Regions from separate parts of the Danio rerio genome. Here all the other regions are linked to region 1. Evidence: chromatin contacts called from public Hi-C and Micro-C data. All regions are on one chromosome and are shown on one strand. The core of a region is the stretch at or near the end of the contact, and the rest is flanking DNA. Distances in the headings are between cores, read along the strand shown. Region 1 holds the start of dbpb (D site albumin promoter binding protein b). Region 2 holds the start of cdc42ep5 (CDC42 effector protein (Rho GTPase binding) 5). Region 3 holds the start of leng9 (leukocyte receptor cluster (LRC) member 9).

Evidence for each region. Hi-C and Micro-C count contacts between places; a contact is called where the count stands out from the background.
Region 2: a contact with region 1 is called in a Micro-C map of caudal fin, with 2.6 times the contacts expected there. The contact joins the promoter of cdc42ep5 here to the promoter of dbpb in region 1. A contact is called at or near these places in 3 of 18 Hi-C or Micro-C datasets (caudal fin, hematopoietic stem cells and an unstated tissue).
Region 3: a contact with region 1 is called in a Hi-C map of hematopoietic stem cells, with 2.5 times the contacts expected there. The contact joins the promoter of leng9 here to the promoter of dbpb in region 1. A contact is called at or near these places in 3 of 18 Hi-C or Micro-C datasets (caudal fin, hematopoietic stem cells and an unstated tissue) and 1 of 4 datasets of contacts at active chromatin or transcription factors (embryo).

What each region holds. Positions count from the first base shown.
Region 1 is chr16:13,970,647-13,975,101 of GRCz12tu, forward strand. dbpb (D site albumin promoter binding protein b) reads right to left here and starts at 2,395. Exons shown (of 4, transcript NM_001197062.1): 1 at 2,203-2,395; 2 at 368-826. The coding sequence starts at 2,395.
Region 2 is chr16:14,210,654-14,215,108 of GRCz12tu, forward strand. cdc42ep5 (CDC42 effector protein (Rho GTPase binding) 5) reads right to left here and starts at 2,399. Exons shown (of 3, transcript NM_001326377.1): 1 at 2,236-2,399; 2 at 2,005-2,073.
Region 3 is chr16:14,147,206-14,151,660 of GRCz12tu, forward strand. leng9 (leukocyte receptor cluster (LRC) member 9) reads right to left here and starts at 1,766. Exons shown (of 7, transcript NM_001077298.1): 1 at 1,750-1,766; 2 at 1,271-1,363. The coding sequence starts at 1,337. It overlaps flcn (folliculin), which reads left to right and starts at 2,448. Exons shown (of 12, transcript NM_001040373.1): 1 at 2,448-2,729.

The DNA.
Region 1 (4,455 bases), core at 1,145-3,644:
TGTGGTCAAATGTCTTTGATCAACCACAAAACACCACCTACTCTTTGTCTATTGACCAAACATGTGATCATTATGGGATATGCTGTATGAGAGTAAACAAAACATGGCATTCAAATTGTAGTTGCCATCCACATCGTTTTCGTTTACTTGCTTAAAAGCAACACAACATTGGTTGTACACTGCATATCGAACTACTATTAACCTGATGTGGAATGTGTCCAAATAAAATGGAGGATTCTTGACGAAATGCAAACACAGGGAGTCTCAAGAGGCCGGTGTAAAACCAAGCGAAAACCATAATGTATCTTGCTTGTGATTGTATACCTGAAAATGAATGTAGATTGGTAGAAATGGGGGCCTAACTCACCATGCAAGCAGTCTGTAGATCCCATCATGCTCTGGGGCGTGTGCATGTCCAGCCCGAGCAGTGAAGGTGAAGAGGCAGTGGCGGATGTTGGTGACGAGGAAGAGGAGCAGTGTGGTGGTGATGTGGGGAGGCACTGGGAGCCCTGGTTGGGAACGGCGGACTGAGAGCTTTGCGAGGGTATCTGAGCCGAGGTGGAGTTGGAGGTATTGTGCATGCTGCTCATCCCGTTCTCCGTCAGGAACTCCTCAAGATCCATGTACTGCAACTGAAACAGCCCGCCATCACAGGGCAATGTTCGTTCCCATAGCAACGGGCCCAGGAAGGAGTTGTTGTTGTTGCTGTTGTTTGAGAAGCTGCCCGTTCCTGCTCCATTGCTGTCACTGACTAGTCCATTGCTGCAACCGTTGCGCAGAGGACAACGGCCGAGAGAGTCCTCATCGATATCTAACCTTTCCTTACCTGTGAGAGAAAGAAAATACATCCAATTTAATCTGGGTATATATACTAAGCCATCAAAAAAAAACATGACAACTACTAATTAACACTTATAATGACATTTCTACATTTCAGGAGTGCAATGTTTGTGAGATTACGCAGTTAGGGGCGGAATAACAGTTCCCAGCAACTTTCACATCCCTCTGGGAGAGCTACCTTTGCAATGTCAACACATGTGAATAGATGCGCCTCCCAGTGCATCAATGCAAAATGAAGAGGCTTTGAAATACCTTCCTTTAAACTTGCAAAAGATTAATGTGTCTGAAAGTCCATGGTAAAGCGATTACAATGTTGTTACACTGCTGTGACACTGCTTAGCTGCGTGGCACAGCAACAATGTTGTCGAACAATGACTAAACGTTACAGAATTGCGCTATTATGATTGAACCAAAGCAATGACGCAAAAAACAACAGGTGTAACAACAAAGCCAGATGAGTATTGTAGAACACAATATCAGCAATAGTACATGGCTGAGGCCTGGAGGTTTCCATCTTAAAGTATTAAGGTGGGGTCTGAGACACTCTAGGGTGAGGTCTAAACGCTTAACAACTCCAGTTAGTCTAAATCAGGCATTTTATGGCGCATTGGAGTGGAAACCAGAACCACTAAAGGCAGTTTGAAATTTGCAATTTCTGGTTGAGTTATTCAGTATAAAAACAAACCATAAAAATGTAATTGGGTTTTAAGTTTGTAGTCTTTCCTCTATGAAAACACAGCAGACTGTCGCCTAAAACTGCCTACGCTTAAAAACAATTAGCCAAACACTATAAGTGTTGCTGAATCGACAAATACAGTATGACCACTAATACTGTTCAAAATTAAATGTGCTGCTTTTAATACTACATAATAAGATTCACAAATCCTGTGCACACACAATTCAATTTTGCTCCTCATCTATTCAGGGTCATTTCGCATTAATGGCGAGCAAATAATCAGTACGAAACAATGACACGGACAGCAATCCATACTGAAGCTTTTCCAATATTCACAGGCAATGGAAAACTTCTGTCAGTGTGGTTAGGCTGTACCCAGCGCAGGCCTGTAAACAAAATGGCTTAGCCAATAGTTGACCTCAAAGCACCTGGGTAGTGCGCTAAGTGGCTGAATGGCCTGGCCTTGTTTATCTCTTCAAGTCCCATGTGATGTCCCGTCTGAGAGATATGCACGATGGCACATGACCCTGCCATTTGACATGTGCAACCACACATGAAAGAAAAACTGCCACCTTAGGAATTGAGAAACTAACTCTCGTTGTGTATATTAGCACATTTTAGTCTTAATGAAATTAAGAAATATATATATATATATATATATATATAAAACAGGTGCGTTTCCTCACCCTTCATTTCACCACAGTCTTTCACGCGCTGATCACATTTGACTGGAAGCTGCAGGAGAGATTTTAAGTTTCCTGTGGAGTTTAAGTGTCCTCCGTTATGTGTGACTCCTGCTTGGCTACTGTTGCCAAACTGCGGACTGGCTCCGGCAGAGGGAAGGTCCGGGGGAAGGAGCTGTGAAAGCGGCCTGGCCATCATCCAACGTCCGCCGGATTGACCGCTAGATGCTTGCGTGGTTCGATACTATTGTGCAGCCGTCAAATCAATCACATGACGATTCATAGTGGAAGCAAGCAGAAATACATTAATATCGACATGACTGTGTGTTCAGACATCACAGATATCAGCATGTAATGCAGTTCGTATCATAAAAGTAGACAAAGTTGTGAAGTCACGCAACACGAGACCGTGTTTACTTTAGAGACAGAGGAGGAGGAAAGACCTGCGCGCTCACGTGCAGCACCACAGCATCTGATCACAGATAGAAAATGTATAATTACCTTTATTTGAAAACAGCCTTTTTTTAAACAAAGAGCGCCATTCTGCTTGCAGTTGATGGTAGATTAGACGAATGGACAGAAATATACATTCCTCGTATTCCCAGAAATTCTTGACAGTTTATGTTCTGCCGGAACTTTTGAAGAAAAATAGACAAATGTCCAGAATAACGACCTCCAAGCGCAACGTACAGATAATAATTTAACAAAATACAGCGACTCAGGCGAAGAAACAGGAAGAATAAATGACTCCAATAACGCAAATGATAACTTGACTGCTGGAACTCTTGAATGCGTCGCCTCGAAAATGACAAATGAAAACAAAACGAAGTGTTGCTGAGTCAATTTCTGCTGCGTAGCGCGATTGGTGGGATGTTGACGTTTTTTTCCATGCAGTCGCTCAATCGCTTTTTTCCCTCTGTGGTCACCCCCTTCTGTTCAGTTCTCTCTGCATGTGTGTTGTCGCACGCTTTGAGCTTGAGCCGTCCGAGCTTTTCGCTCAGCTGGAACGAACACGGGCCGCTCACGTGACGTCACACCTCCCAGTCTAGAAGCGCGAACATGGCACTACTTGCACGGAGTTTTAATATTAATGAGGCACGCCCCCTCGTGACAGGCACGCTCCTCGGGGGTGGGTGGCACTGATTAAAAACAAATTGGTCGATAATTTCATTCCCAGCTGTCCTACGTTTGGCACTATGAAACAGCATTAACGTGTGGCATTTATCGAGAACATTTTGAGAGTGGCCAGTTTTACAGAGCATCACAGATATGTTTATAATCTGTAATATAGACTGCTGATCTCACCTAACAAACGGTCGAGTTTTATCACTCAGAGAGCTACCTTTTGGGGGAAACCTACCAAGCGAGCGGGCACACTTTTTCACTTCACTGGTAATCCGCTGGAAACGTGAGCATCATGCGAGAGGAGATGGCAACTACACGTTGTGTCTCAGGAACACAGACGCGCTCTCCAGTGCACATGGTGTCCGCACGCGGAGACGCGGCTCAGCCTCGAGTGCTTATTGCTGTGATTGGCTGACAGAAAACAGGCTCCTCCCGGCTCGGCCGGCCATTGGTTAGCATAATGCGCGACGCTCCGCCCATTTAAACCACCCATGCTACAGCCGCGTGAGAATACAGAAACTGCGTGAATCCAGGCGGAGTGGCGCACACACCCACAAAACATTCAGAAATAAAGGAAACAGATTGGCTGTGGCTGAACCTGATGAACCCAACCTCACGAGAGTATCCAAGTATGCTTAATGCAGGTATTTACCATTTCATAGCTTAACATATTACTAGTCCAGCTATACATCAGAAAATTAATAAACAACATTAGATGGATACAAATAATGATAGACAACACGTTTCCTTCACCCATAACAGGAAATAAAAACAGTGGATACAAATTAATTTCTGCCCTCCCTTGTGCACAAACACACTCGAGGACGCTCATACTTGTTTTCCACCCACTATCAGCGTTTTAATCCATGTGACAGTTGTGCTGCCGGGCTCCAGCTTCACACCAGAGGTTGCAGGATCCTTGCTGCCACCAACTGATCAACATGGAAAAGAGCAATGCAAAGTGCTACAATAATAGTGTATACAGTTCTGGGATAAAAATAAATACATCTGTCACAAATCGGTATCCTAAATTTGGATTTTACATTAAAATAGCTGCAGAAAAAATAGAGGGACCATTTTTTCCTGAATGTGCTGGATTTATTAGGTATATGTTTGGGTAAATTATTATAG
Region 2 (4,455 bases), core at 1,149-3,648, 240 kb after region 1:
CTGATTCAAAAAAATATGTTCTGGTGGGCCGATTCGCGTTATATTTTAAAGTCAGTTGCAGGTCGGAATAAGGAAGAGGGAGGTCCGCAAATGACCCGAGGGCCAGCAGTTTGCAATAAATGGTCTCGAACTCAATTCCTGCAGCTCTGCATAGTTAAGCTTAAACCACCTAGTCTCTGTTAGTCTTGAACACCTTGATTAGTTGGATTAGCTGTGTTTGATTAGGGTTGGAGCAAAACTGCAGAGCTGCAGCCCTCCAGGAAGCGAGACAGTTCACCCTTTAAACTTTTAAGCATTTTTATCTTCTGTTAAACACAAAATTAACATTTCTGAAGAAACTTGGAATCATTGATAACTATTGACTGAAATTATTGACTTCCATAGTGTTTGTTTTTCCAACTATAGAGGTCAATGGTTACAGGTTTTCAGCTTTCTTCAAAATATATTCCACATTCAATAGAAGAAAGAAACAACCTTAATATAATACTGTGCAGTAAGCACAATATTTTGTCCCATCTATCAAAGGCTATGACTGAACCTTGCATTTATACAAGGAGATCATGCCCAAATTTATATTGACTACTGTGTTGTGATTGTTGATCCTCTCAGCAGCATGATATACAAAACATATTCAAATTCTTAATGGGTTATTTATAGCCAACAAAGTACATCACCTTTATAATAACAAAAAAAACTATTACTCACTTTAGTTCATCTCATACTGTCCCTTTACAATCATTAAATCTCTCTCCAACGCACCTTGATTACACTAACTCAGTACTGAACAAAAACCTTTTGCAGCATATTGACCATTGAGTGTACTCTGTCAAATAAAATAACTTCTGACTGGCCATTTCATACACAAACATCCCTGGCTGCATGCTGTACCTTAATGCTAAAACAGCACGCCAATAGAAAGCAATTGGTTCTTTCCAGATATACAAACACATTGGAGCATTAGCCAATTCTGCTTCACCAGTATACTATTGTTACAGCTTTTGCTTTCATTTTAAAGCCCTCAAACAGTACACCAACATTGAAGCTGCCCCAAATTACCTATATTTATCACACAATGCGCATTAAATATGGGTTAATTTCCATTGTGAAGTAGGCCTACTATTCCACATCGTTATTAATTCAGAATATATGAGATGATGTAAATTCATTTTAATACAGTTATACAAGGACAAAATTGTTAAATATGTTGTTGCCTATGTTTTCAATATAGTATCAGAAACGTTTTATAATATAAAATGTGCAAAACATGTTTCTAAATCTCTTTCCTCATCTTATTCAGTGGAACTCAGTGGGTGAGGTGAGATGAGACGAGATAAACGTCTCGTTGTCTTAGATCTGTATATTTTTATATTTCCAGGTATGAAATCATAGCAGGAGCTACGATTGCGTAAAGCTTGTTAAAAAGAGCAGTTGACAGACGCCGAAAGCCAAGCTCGGACTTGTTATGTGAAGCGCGTGCTAAATGCCTTCTTCCCTCCAGCATTCTCGCGAGGTCGAGACACAAATCTCAGACAACGACCGAACCCACCATAAGATATAAACTTAGTTTTAAAATATTTTATTTATTTAATATTTAAATAGCTACAATTATTTTTTTACAAACACTCACTGTAATACTTTGTAGAGCCTACGAACGTTTGTTTTCATGTTAATAGCGAACTATAAAATATTCAATATTTTCGACAAAACACGTAAGAATAAACATGTTTCCCCTTTTTAATGCTTGTTAATATCCTGTTTGGTCTCATATGAGAGGCTGATTTGTTCAAGAAAACCCCGTTTACGTGACCTATTCATAAACAACTGCAACAGCTGGAAAGAGGATCAGTTCAGGCATCTGTACCAGATCTGTTGACCACGGGTATGAAATCGACTATACTAAAGGTTTGCTCTGCTGAAAGATATTATTTAAAGAAACCTTTTAAATACATTGTATACGTATTTCCTCTAAACAAAACAGTGTGACTGCAGTCTTTAAACTCTTACCAGTGGTCTTAATTTTAAGCAGAAGACCTGCCTTTTCCCCCCAGGAACGTGTCCTCCTGTCCAGTAAAGCTGTAATAAAGCAAACATTATATTTTTTGTGAATTAATTTATCAGCCAGCACAGTTTAAACCAGTGAAGCTCTCTGGAGTGGGAGTTGCAGCCAAAAGTTAACGTTACGCGCCCAACTGTGAGTCGAATTGATTTCGTATAAAACGGTTGAACTGAACTTACATTGATAACCGTGTGCTTGTCAATAGGTTTGTACCTGTTTGTTCCTCGTTTAAGCGATAGCTTCTTTAAATATCCTCGTTTTTCTTCTTTTACAGACTTTTCTGGCGTCGCTGTTCTCTCCGATATTTCTTTTTTTCCTTTAGGGATGGGCAAGGAAGTGACGTGACTTTTATGGGAGCGCTTTGCTCCAGCTGAAAGTAGCGACTGACGCATGTCTGCCTTTCCTCTCTGCTTTCTTCCGTCAGAACAAAACTATTTCACACCAATTTTCCTTTTAATAATCGTCGACATTTTCTGTTATCATTATTATGTTGAGCTAGATTTAAATGTGGGTCTGTATTTAAAAATGGATGACACAAGGTTTATTTTAAAGTGAGGAGAGGACTTCTAATATCAGAGAGTTATAGTTATTGTTATGGGCATTGTGTAGAACTGTTTGTACAGTGTGTTTGAGTTTATTGCTATGGATGAAACACAATGAAAACAGTTTGGAATCCAGTCTGTCAACATTTTGAGCGTACTGAAGCTGAACCTGTTCTGTTTTGTATTGTATCTCCACCTATCACTTTCAACATCAATTTTATCAGTGCAAGGCCACAACGAAAAGTTTGACATTTTAAGTTAATCTGTAAATTATGACATTTTAAAAGGCAATCTTTTTTTAACAAAACAGTTGTTTTGTTAATAGATAATAGAAAATCTGCAAGTATTTTAATCTGTAATTATAGTGTAATATCTGAAAAGAATAACAGATTACTTATATTAAATAAAAAACACACAATATTAGGATTATAAATTATAGTATCTATAAATAGTATGTCTTAATATGTAAATATGTAAAATAGCTTGAGGGAAAAGACTGAGTGTAATGCAAAGGTTATTAAGAGATGTACAAATTAACATCCTTGTATTTTGCTAGTTTTTTTATTTGATACATGCAACTTTTCATCAACATATGCCATATATATATATCAAGTAAACTTAGGATGCCTCCATCCATAATATTTATCTTTAAATACTAATGTTGTTATAAAACATTCGATCAGGTAATCTGTAAAGCATGATATGAAATCATTCATTCATTTTTTTTTTCGGCTCAGTCCCTTTATTAATCTGGGGTCGCCACAGCACAATGAACCACCAACTTATCCAGCATATGTTTTACGCAGCAGATGCCCGTCCAGCTGCAACCCATCACTGGGAAACTTCCATACACACTCATACACTACAGAAAATTTTAGCTTACCCATTTTCACCTGTACCACATGTCTTTGGACATGTGGAGGAAACCAGAGCACCCAGAGAAACCCATATATACAGGGGAAAAACATGCAAACTCCACACAGAAATGCCAACTGACCCAGCTGGGGCTCGAATCAGCGACCTTCTTGCTGTGAGGTGACAGCACTACCCACTCCATCGCCCTACAAACTGAATATTTGTTTTATATTTGGCATCTGTTACAATATGGTAAATCCAAACTAAAACATTTGGTGAGGAATAGATGTTAAATTCTGATAGCTTAGAAAGTTTGTCACAGATTTTTAAGATACTTAATGTAAACCTATATGATAATCACACACTATGTTCTAATATTATGTATTAATTTTTAAATGTTTAATTTTAGGACCAAAACTCTGGGCCCTCAACTCAGAGGAGCAAAATCTATGCCATTACTATTGAATGTATAAATAAACATTCTTATAAGAGCCCATTTGTTTATCTAGAAATAGCAAGATTAATATAATCATTTAATCAACACTGTGCAGGAAAAATACTGAAAGGAGAAATCTTTCTAGATTATACTATAATCATTTTACATACGTTTTTTAACTGATATATTGGGCTTTAATTTTTTATATGATATTAAAACCAAAGATCTTAAAGACTATGAAGTCTAAATATGAAAAGTCTTTCTTCCTTGGTGGCTTGAATTTCCTGCCTGGGAAGAGAATTCAAGGATGCTGCAGCTGAGCCATGAATCACATCACTTCCTCTTTCTCAGCACAGCTTACGTCACACTCAAGCACACCATCACTGGGACTACTAATACAATGATGAATGGCTGGAAGTGTTGCCAATGTATGAGATCATACGTAATACCATACATTACTCAATGAGGATTTTGCTGGGTTGGTGACTACAATGAATACAAATGAATAGAACAGTATTTTTGCATCTATTCAATGTGAAAAACAGATTTTAACAGTGTTTAAACAT
Region 3 (4,455 bases), core at 516-3,015, 180 kb after region 1:
CAGACAGACAGACAGACAGACAGACAGACAGACAGACAGACAGACAGACAGATAGATAGATAGATAGACAGACAGACAGACAGACAGACAGACAGACAGACAGACAGACAGACAGACAGACAGACAGACAGACAGACAGACAGATAGATAGATAGATAGATAGACAGACAGACAGACAGACAGACAGACAGACAGACAGACAGACAGACAGACAGACAGACAGACAGGCAGGTAGGTAGGTGGATAGTTAGACAGACAGACAGACAGACAGACAGACAGACAGACAGACAGACAGACGGATGGATGGATAGGCAGATGGATGGACAGATAGATGGATAGAACAGATAGAAAGACAGATAGATACATGGATGGATAGATAGATAGATAGATAGATAGATAGATAGATAGATAGATAGATAGATAGATAGATAGATAGATAGATAGATAGATAGATAGATAGATAGATAGATAGATAGATAGATAGATAGATAGATAGATAGATAGACGGATGGATAGATGGATAAATAAATTTTCATCCAACTATTCTGGCACATTTGGGAAACACCCATCTAATCTTGCATTTTATTGATTTCATAAACTACACAGCATCCTGATTTTCGCAGATTTCATTTAGGCAAACTTTAGCATTTAACCATACATTGAATAATCAAAAATGACATACAATTTAATACCTTGCAAAATAGCATTTAAGACTTTTTAATACTTTGTAAGGCACTTAAATATTTCTACTTTGATCTATCAACTTTTAATACTTTTTAAGACACCCTGTTTTAAAGCTATTGGACTTTCGGTCATCATATATAGCACAATAATTGTTGTTCCTGTATGTGCTTTTAGCAGTAGTAGTTTGAAGCAGACCTCTCTTTGTGAGTTTTATATTATCAACCCTGCACTTACAGTAAGCCTACAGCAATTTTGTACAAAACAAACCTATGGTTGGCAAGAGATTATAATGAGTGAATTAAAAACGATTTTCACTGCCATCTTCAGGTCACTTGCATCGTAGCGTCATAATATCTAGTATTTGTTGAAGGCGGAGAGCTCAACCTTTTTATCACCTCAAAAGTAAATTAGTTTAAGCCCAGTTTGAAGAAACATATTTTAAACTATTTAAAACAAAACCACAAAATTCACAATTACTATAATTCTCAAATGGTGATTAATAACCTGTAGAATCTAAAAACATATTTTTAAATGTATAGATGACATTGTATCTCAGTAGAGTGTAAATAAATATAATGTGTTTTACCTGGCTGGATCTGTTGATCAGACTCCTCAGTGGGGTTTCCCCGAGTTGTCTCTTCCTCAATCTCCATGTCTGACAGCTTCAACAGAGCTTCAACTGAAACAGACGTGTCTCATTTAGTCATATAGAAGGAAAACAACGTAACATTAAGTGGTGTCATTTTGCCATAATGTTCTACTGTAGTCGGTGTGACAAGAACATTAAGTTGAGATTATTATGACCTACCTCGAAGAAACCGAGAAAGTATCACACAACTTAGCTTGTTGACTGGTTAGTTTAAATGTTAACATGTACAGGATGACATCATCTGCCACAAATGACTCATAGCTAGTGTATATACACGGCTACGTGAATGATTAAAACCAATAGAAAAAAAACAGTGTAGATGAAAAATAGTAATTTTGAACATATTGTTTAGATTTCTAGTAAAGTGTACACTTATTTTTTTTATATATGTATTCATTATTTTCAATTTTACTTACTGTACTACCGGGACAACGTGCATAAACGCCACTTCCTGTTTGAAATGGAAGCTTGGGTATTGTAGTTTTTCTTCAGTGGAAGGTCCGAATTGTTTCCGCGAATCGATTCTTTTGCACAGTTCAATTTGGGCATATTTTAATTTCAATTTTGCACCTGATTTATGTATATGACATAAAATGACTCAAAAAAACATGGATTATGGTTTCATATGTTGTTGTTGTTAATGAAATATATTTATTGTAATTCAGTGTGTTGCACTGTAATTATGTTTATTCCAGCCAAATTGCATGACACGAACGAAACTTGCATTTAAAATGTACAATACTAAACATTAATTAACTAATTTTGCTGGAATTTTTTGCACATTTCGTTGCTAACTCGACTTCTTGGCCAGTGATTTGTAAATGAATATTCAGGTAAGATCTCATTAAGGCCTGCTCAACTGAATCATCAAAAAGATCCGATTCACCCTGAAGAAGATTCACTCAAGGATCAAGGCTTGCTCGAAGGCATTCGGGGATTACGGAAGAGCTCACGTCAATTACGAATATCAAAATATACCTCGTTCACCATGTAAAAAACACCAGAAGAACATTTTGGTGGATTATTTGGACTGTACCGATGGCTGTTCAGCGTGAGAGACAAGAGCAGCTGTGAGTCACGCACACACACGCGTTGTTGTGATCTAAGCGCGTGACTTTCCCATCACATGACACACAAGACTGAAAAGGACAACATAAACACAATAAAACTATTAATTACGATCGCGTTTCAGGATAAATTTACTAAGCTCTGTATCGATGAGAATAACGACCCATTTATGTTGAATAGTAGTTATACGTTAAATTGTAAGGAAGGCTGATGAACATGCAGAACCTGTAGATGGTTGCCATTGTCAACGCTTTGTAATGTAATGTTCAGTTGTTCATAATTTACTGTAAGTACCAGTCGGCGCTAAAGCTTCACGCAGCTAACACAGGTAAGGAACGTGTGTCTTTTTATTTAGGTTTGTGAATACATAAAAATGAACAAATATATTGTATACCTTTCTACATAACTAAGGCGTTATATTGTATGTTGTAACATACGTATTCTGGATTGTTGTATTTAAATTTGCTGATGACTTCCTTAATTACATTTGTTGAATGTTTTTTTTTTCACTCCTTTAACGAAATCTTAAGATTATGGATAAGAATAGGGTTGTTATATTTTAAATTTATTGAAATATGCTGTATGTAGAGTGATTAAAATCTAAAATCGCAAACTCAAACTGAGTAATAAAACAAACATTAAAATATGCCTATGTTATTATTTTACAACTAGTTAGTTAACTTTATTTTTAACTTTAATTGACAGTATGATGCTGGCTGGATATCTCGCAGTTAAAACTTTATATTCACTTTTTTTTTTATTATTTCATCTTTATTCCTCATAATACGGATTATTTCTCTGTCCATTACACATGTAAACATTATTTTCTACCATGACTTTATATATTTCTCTATTACATTTTTTTTTCAGAATTGATGAGTATTTCACAGCTGTAAAAATATCTCACAATCACAACATTATTTTTCATAAATGAAACTTTATTTCACATAAGCACCATTGTTCTTCTTTGTAAATCTTACATTTGCAAATATATCTCACAATTGTGACTTAATATCTTACAACCACAGCTGTGTGTCTTAGAATTGCAGCTTATTTTGTGTCTCACAGTTGTGAATCTATTTCAAAAAGTGCTAGTGGAAGTCACACAAGGATACTTTTGTATCAAATAGTTTATTAACATTGCAATACTTATAACATGATATATACATCTGTGATATTTCAACAATTGTAATATTTTGCACAGTCCTACAATAATCCCTCCTCAACACTGTGATGTGACTGTTTCAGTTATTGAGGTAGCACACATTTTGATGTCTAATAAATCTAAGGAATATTTAACAATGATGTAATATCTTATAATTATTTTATATCTTACAATTGCATTTTTTTCTCACAGTTTTGTCTTTAAATCTTACAATTTACAACCTTATTTCACAACATAATTCTGCCTTTATTTGTTATAATTGCAATTTTAATTATCATAATTGTGACTGTCTTAAAATTGCAGCTTTATTTATCATATTTACTCTTGTATATTTTACAATTACAAATTAATTTTATAGCAACTAAGACTTTATTTCTCACATTAATTGTGACATTGTTTCTCAATTTTAATTTTACTTGTCGTACTTGCTCTTGTATTTCTCACAATTGGATGCTTCTATTTAATATATCTTACAAGTGAAACTTTATTTCTTATTACTGTGAAGATGTCGAAATGCTATTCGCTTGTTAGGTCTACCGTCAAGCAACACAGCTTTCAGGTCCAAGCACTTTCATCAAATGGTACTAGTAGCAACACACAGAGCACAGTAATATTTTTGAAAGTTATGATAAATATATTTAGATCCATGCCTAATATCAGATGGCTCAGATGAATGTTTTTTTTTTGAAATTGGTAAAATATTGGTGGAAGTCCAGAGAACTTCAGCTTAGTCCTTGAATAATTGAGTCCCTGTAATTGAGTAATTGGTGGTACATTCCGCCGTGGTTCATTCTGACTTTGTAAGAAGCTTACTTTACCATGTGTTATATAAATAAAAAGTGGTCATAAACAAATATTTGCTCAATTCAAATGAGTAGTGACTTGGACC